Regions from separate parts of the Anser cygnoides genome. Here region 1 is linked to region 2. Evidence: chromatin contacts called from public Hi-C data. All regions are on one chromosome and are shown on one strand. Each heading gives the region's core, a stretch centred on a gene start, on an enhancer-like site or on the middle of the called end of the contact. The rest is flanking DNA. Distances are from core to core; before and after follow the strand shown.

Region 1 (2,700 bases), core at 36-2,535, 560 kb after region 2:
TTTAAAATCTGTTCTCTGTATATTATAGGCCTGTTCCTCTTTTTTTTTTTTTTTCTTCTTATTCCCGTCTTTCAGTTCAGTTTCTCCCTCCTACCCATTTGGTTATATCCCATTTCCTTAGAAAAGTGATTATTTCAGATTTTCAAGTACCGAAGTGGTGACCTCATGGTAAGCAGCTGTGGCAGAGCCAAAAAAAATCTCATTAACAAAAATAAAATGAAAAAAAGGCTGCTGTACAGGAATTGTCATCTACAATAACCAATATGCCAGGAATAGGGAAAGAAATAACTGGTTTTAAAGATGTTTGCAGAGTGTTTTTCTCAGCATAGAGAAAAAACAATAATTAAAGTCATACTATTTAGAAGTTCAGTGTCCAACCACTGACACAGGCGCAACCTTCCAATTTAGGAAAGGCTCCCATAAATTATACCAACCATTCACAAGTGCATTTGGACAACTAGGATGGCATGACTTTGTCTTCATTGTGAAGTTCAATATTTAACGTGCTAGAAAGCTTTAAGAAAGCTATTTCAGAATATTCCCATAGCTGCAGCTAGGATTACAGTCCAACACCATTAGTTTTGTTTAGAAATCAGAAATCCATGCAGAATTCTGTCAACAGAGGTGAACGGTGGGCTTATTCACTGTTGCATACAGACGTTTCACTGTTGCTGAACACTAGTAACATTAGCTTAAGATAAATAACTTTTTTTCAAGTAGGTGATAAGTGAATTCAGAAGCAAATGATCATAGCCCATCTCAGCTTTCACCAAAATTATAAAGTAACTTGTCACTACAGTTTAAAAGGACAGGCAACTACAGTAGCTAATACTCTCGTTTAAATACTCACTTTCAATTTACAGCACTCAACACATTTCTGCACTAATACTTAATTTCCCAAAGTAGTTTTTCCAAAAAAGTGGAAGACTATGATCCTATCTTTGATAGGCCAGTGTGAGACCTGCACACATCCTACATCCATAATAAATCTAGAACAAGCAGGATAGGAGAATGTGTCTATTCAGTTTTGTTAGCTTCTACCTGAGGAATTAACAACTGAAATGAAGTAATATCCTTGTATTCCTGTGGTCTGTGCTGCTGTTCCTTAAGAGCTCTGTTGTTTCCCCCCTCCCAGCCAGAGCCAGCTACATCAGTGAGAGACACGGCCAGGCCAGGATGCAGGGGCAGGGTGCCAAAGATGCTGAACTGGCACAGGGAGTTCATCTCCGCCACCTCCCACATGCTCCTGCACCAGCTTGAATAATATCTATTGGTTTCAGCTGCTCAGCAGAGACACTGGCATCTGCAGCTGCAACTGCACCAGCTGACTCATGTGACCAGAAGGTAGGGCTGGATCCCTCGCAGCAGCTGCACTCCATCTGCAATCACTGGGCTGGGGACAGGAGCAGCAGTCTGTGTCAGTTTCTGTTTCCGCCGCTTGTAAAGCAAGGTCATCTGATCATACAGCCAGCACAGTATTAGGGCAGGAGACCCTGCTCAGAATAAGCAGATGGCTCCATGGTCAAGGCATGCAGCTTCTGATTTTGCAGCAAGTTTCCCATGCAATTTGCAGCCAGCTACGTTCCCTGTTTGCTTTGGCCACAAATCCATAAAATTACAATCTGATCTAACAGAAAGCTGCGAGAACAAATCGATTTAAAATGTCTGAGACTCCCATATACAATGATTACTGAGCTGTGTAAGTATGTAGATAAGTAGATGAGATATTTCCCGGCAGATCTGCAAAGTTATTCATGATCAGTAAGAAAAATCAGCTTTACACCAAAACACACTCATCTCCTTACAAATGTAAAGCCACATATCCATACTGGGCATACATACTTACACTGCTAAGTCTCCTAGATGTCCTGATTAGATCAGACAGTCAACTCTAAGTGATATTTTCCATCATACTAAAAAAAACAAACAGCTCAGGTCTCCGTATTTTCCTCCCACAGCAGGCTATTCTGCCTGGCCTGCATTATTGCCTATAGGGGTGGAGAGGTGCACAGAACCTCACTCTAGCAAATACAGAATCACACTCTTTGCACATGGATTTTTCCTGCCAGTCCTATACTGTTTTGTCTTCTCAGTTGAAAACCCTTTTCGTTTTTTTCCCATCCCACCCCTATCCATCCAGTAATCTATCCAACTCCCTCTCCACTCTTCTTTCTGCACTGTTTACTTATAGGCATTAGTTCTGTGTTTCATCCTGCAAGCCCGCCTTGTTCTGCAATTTATCCAACTCCCTCTTTGCTGTTTTTTCTCCACTGTTTAGCTTACTGAACTAAGCTCTCCACCACTTCATGTACTTAGAGAAGATTTGGTGCAAAGGAAAACTTTTGTAAAGTAACCAAACAGCCAGATTTTGTAACATTATTGCTCATAACAGGAAAGATCAGACATAAAGCCTACTTGTAAGTACAAAGAATTGGTCATCATAAATAAATGATGTACACCTTTGATCACTCCAGTTTGAAAATGATGATAACACACTGCCTTCAACTCATGGTCTCCGGCTTACCAGGAGGCAATGAAGAACAATTCACTCCCCCCAGAACACCATAAATTTGCAGCCATTCCTAAAAAGCAATTCTGAACTCCCCAAAGCCACATTAGAATTGTGAGTCAAAGAAACACTTCTGGGAATTAAACATGCACCGCTATTTTGTTGGCGGTCTATATAACATATTCAAAGAA
Region 2 (2,915 bases), core at 12-2,511:
AGTGAACTGAGAAATATTTTATCTGCCAAGACAGATCAGATTTCTCGCTTTGTTCTGCAAGTCAGAAAGCACAGCAGACTCCTTAGTGCTTGACATGATTAGCTGCTGCAAGAGAAATACAAGAGCTCTGCGCTCAAGCCTTTGTAAATAAGGTCTAGCACACAGTAAAAATGCAGTGATAGGCAAAACCATGTCCCATAAATACAGCTTCTGCCTTGGCTGATATACTTAATCCTGCACTTAAGATGTACTTAAAGAGAATCCTTTTCAGCTAAATGCATTGACACTAGACAGTTTTGCTAGTTTAGGAACACAGTTGAAAAGTTATCGTCCTAACCAACTGATGCACAGTTCATCTGGCTTTATAGAGATTAACTATGTGCCAAAAGGGAAGCTGTACCTGCTTTCATCCTACATCTGCAGATGCCAATTTGCAGCCAGCTCCATGCCCGCATAGTTCTGGTCTGTGTCCAAGGTCGTCAATTTCTTTTCACCTAGAGCAACAGAATAACAGACCTTTGCATCTTGCTGGGGTTTTGCAAAATCAAGGCACTGCCAAGACTTCACAAAATGACAACCAACTCCCTCCTCCAAATGGCCCTGCAGGGTCCTTTCAGCATATATCTATGAATTCTGTAATGAAACAAACACACAGAAACACTTTTTACCCTGATTTCTAAGAAAACGAGATAGCACAGTCACCGTTGGTCAATTTCCTCAGACAGTGACCAGGGCAGGAGGGAGATGTTTGAACAACCAAGGCAGCAGTAGGAGCTGAAGTGACAGCAGGGGAAAACAGGGGCCGTTTTCTCTCTTTCCCCACACCTTGGCTCGGTCCTTTTCACCGGGAACCATCAGGTCTTTTGGGCACAGGGTTCAAGCCCCACAACCTAACGTGCTTTGTGACCGGGAACCTGCTCACACCTCAGCTGCGAGTCCACCGATGCCGGAGAAGGTGAAGGCACACCTCCAGGGCCGGGGGCAGCCCCAGCGAGGACATGACTGCTAGGAGCTCCTCCACCACAGCCCACCACCAGCTCAGGCATGCTTTAACACGAAGACGGCAGCCGAGCCAGGCTCAGAGGAAGCGAGGGCACAGCTCCCTCCTCTCAGCCGCCCAGCGCCCTCACGGGGTGGACGCGGCCTCCCTCACCGTTCCCACCCTCGCTGCGCAGATGGCGTAAAGTACGCAAAGATCCCCACGCCGGTAGCGTGGGCAGCCGCCGCCCGGCGGGCAGGAGGAGGAGCAGGAGCAACAGGAGGAGGAGCAGCAGCAGCAGGAGGAGGAGCAGCAGCAGCAGGAGGAGGAGCAGCAGGAGGAGGAGCAGCAGCAGCAGGAGGAGGCCCGGCCCCACCACATGGCGGGCAGCTCCGCCCCGCCCCGTGCCCCTCTGTGCCTGTGACAGCCCAGGCCGCGCCGCTAGCCGCCGCCGCCGCTCCGCGATGCCGCTCTTCAGCGTGCCCAAGGAGGTGGCCGTGGGGACGGCCATGCTGGGGGTCGCCTTCGCCACGGGGCTGCTGGCAGGTAAGTGGCGACCCCGCCAGCACCCGCGGGCAGGACATGGCCGCGCAGCAGCCGCTGCCGGGGAGCGACGCGCTTTAACGGCAGGCTGCTGGCAGGGGGTGGCGGGCTGGGGCTTGGTTTGGTTTTATTTTGTTGAACTGTTGGGGAGAAGGAGCCGCGGACGTCAAAGCCGGGATCAGGTTTGTATTTGACCCTTCAGGGTTATGTCTGCAGAGGTAGCTTCCAGCGCTGCCCCCCTCACCCGAACGAGGCACGGAGCAGCGCTGGGTGCCTCGGCTGGGAGCCGCCCGCTGCCCCGGGGCGATCCCTCTGCCGATGGCCCTAAAGGGCACCAGCTGCTGTCATCTCCACAGCGAGGTCCCCAGGGTAAGGAAAGGCATCAGTGTGCTGCACAACCGCCATTCGCAGCCTCAGGCCTCGTTCAGCCATGAGTTTTGATGCAGTTACTTATCCTGCAAGAATACAACGGGAACCTTCACATCATCTAAGGAACATCACAGTACCCCAGCCTTTCACTTTCAGTTTTTGCAGACTTCAGCTATGCAGTTTAGAGGTTAAAAAAAATATATATATATAGTCCACTGAGCTGTCCAGCTACTTTGCATCATCATTATTCACTGGATCTTTCAGAGCAAAGAGCCCTTTAAGTTTTAGTAGTACCAAAAGGTACTTTAAGCAACCTATAATTTCTTTTTATGTATTTTATTTATTTAAGCAGCCTATAATTGAGAATCGCAAAATTTCATCAGCGGAGCTTAAAGTTGTCCCTTATTTTTTGCAGGTAAAAGATACCCATCCTTAGTTTTTGGGATACCCAAATCACCCAGGAGTATTATTGGAAAAAGCAGTCCTCTGTGGCAATACATACTGGATCACTCTTTGCGGGAACACCCAATTCTAAAGAAGCTGCGACTGGTCAGTATTTTATCTCCCACCCTACGTTTTCTGTTTAGTTACTGTTCCACTAGGCCCTTTTGGTCTCATCCATGTCTGGTCCCAAATTGCTAGACTCCTGATTATATTGCTTATAATCCTTATATTCCTTTATATTGCTTACATTCCTTCTTCCATCTTACTTGCACATACAAATTTATAGGTACACAGAATTAATAAGCCCTTTAGGAAGCACTACAGGCAGCCTCAAAAGTATAACTCTCTGTTCCTCACAGAGATACCCAGTAGCCCAACCTCTTAAGGTTGGTCTTTTAGTTTTATAATCCCAGACATTGCAGCAGAGACCAGAATCCTGCTTCCTGATAAAGAAAGACCCTTACTCCACGTAAGTAGAAAGCTGCCTTAAATCCTCTTCCTTCCCTACTCTTTATACTTCCTGGGATTTCCAATCCTTAGAGGTCATTCTGTATACAAATTTATACTTAATGATGATATC

Evidence for each region. Hi-C and Micro-C count contacts between places; a contact is called where the count stands out from the background.
Region 1: a Hi-C map of granulosa cells shows a contact between it and region 2, with 3 times the contacts expected there. The contact joins the enhancer-like site here to the promoter of COMTD1 in region 2. A contact is called at or near these places in 2 of 7 Hi-C or Micro-C datasets (granulosa cells and liver).

Annotation. Positions count from the first base shown.
Region 1 is chr7:37,214,281-37,216,980 of Taihu_goose_T2T_genome, forward strand. All of the region lies in intron 3 of ADK (adenosine kinase), which reads right to left. Among named protein-coding and RNA genes, the nearest start is that of ADK, 48 kb to the right of the region's middle. Within about 2 kb of position 1,286, at least 2 of the 3 cell types and tissues checked have open chromatin away from gene starts, as enhancers often do.
Region 2 is chr7:36,657,487-36,660,401 of Taihu_goose_T2T_genome, forward strand. COMTD1 (catechol-O-methyltransferase domain containing 1) reads left to right here and starts at 1,262. Exons shown (of 7, transcript XM_048059991.2): 1 at 1,262-1,525; 2 at 2,307-2,440. The coding sequence starts at 1,444.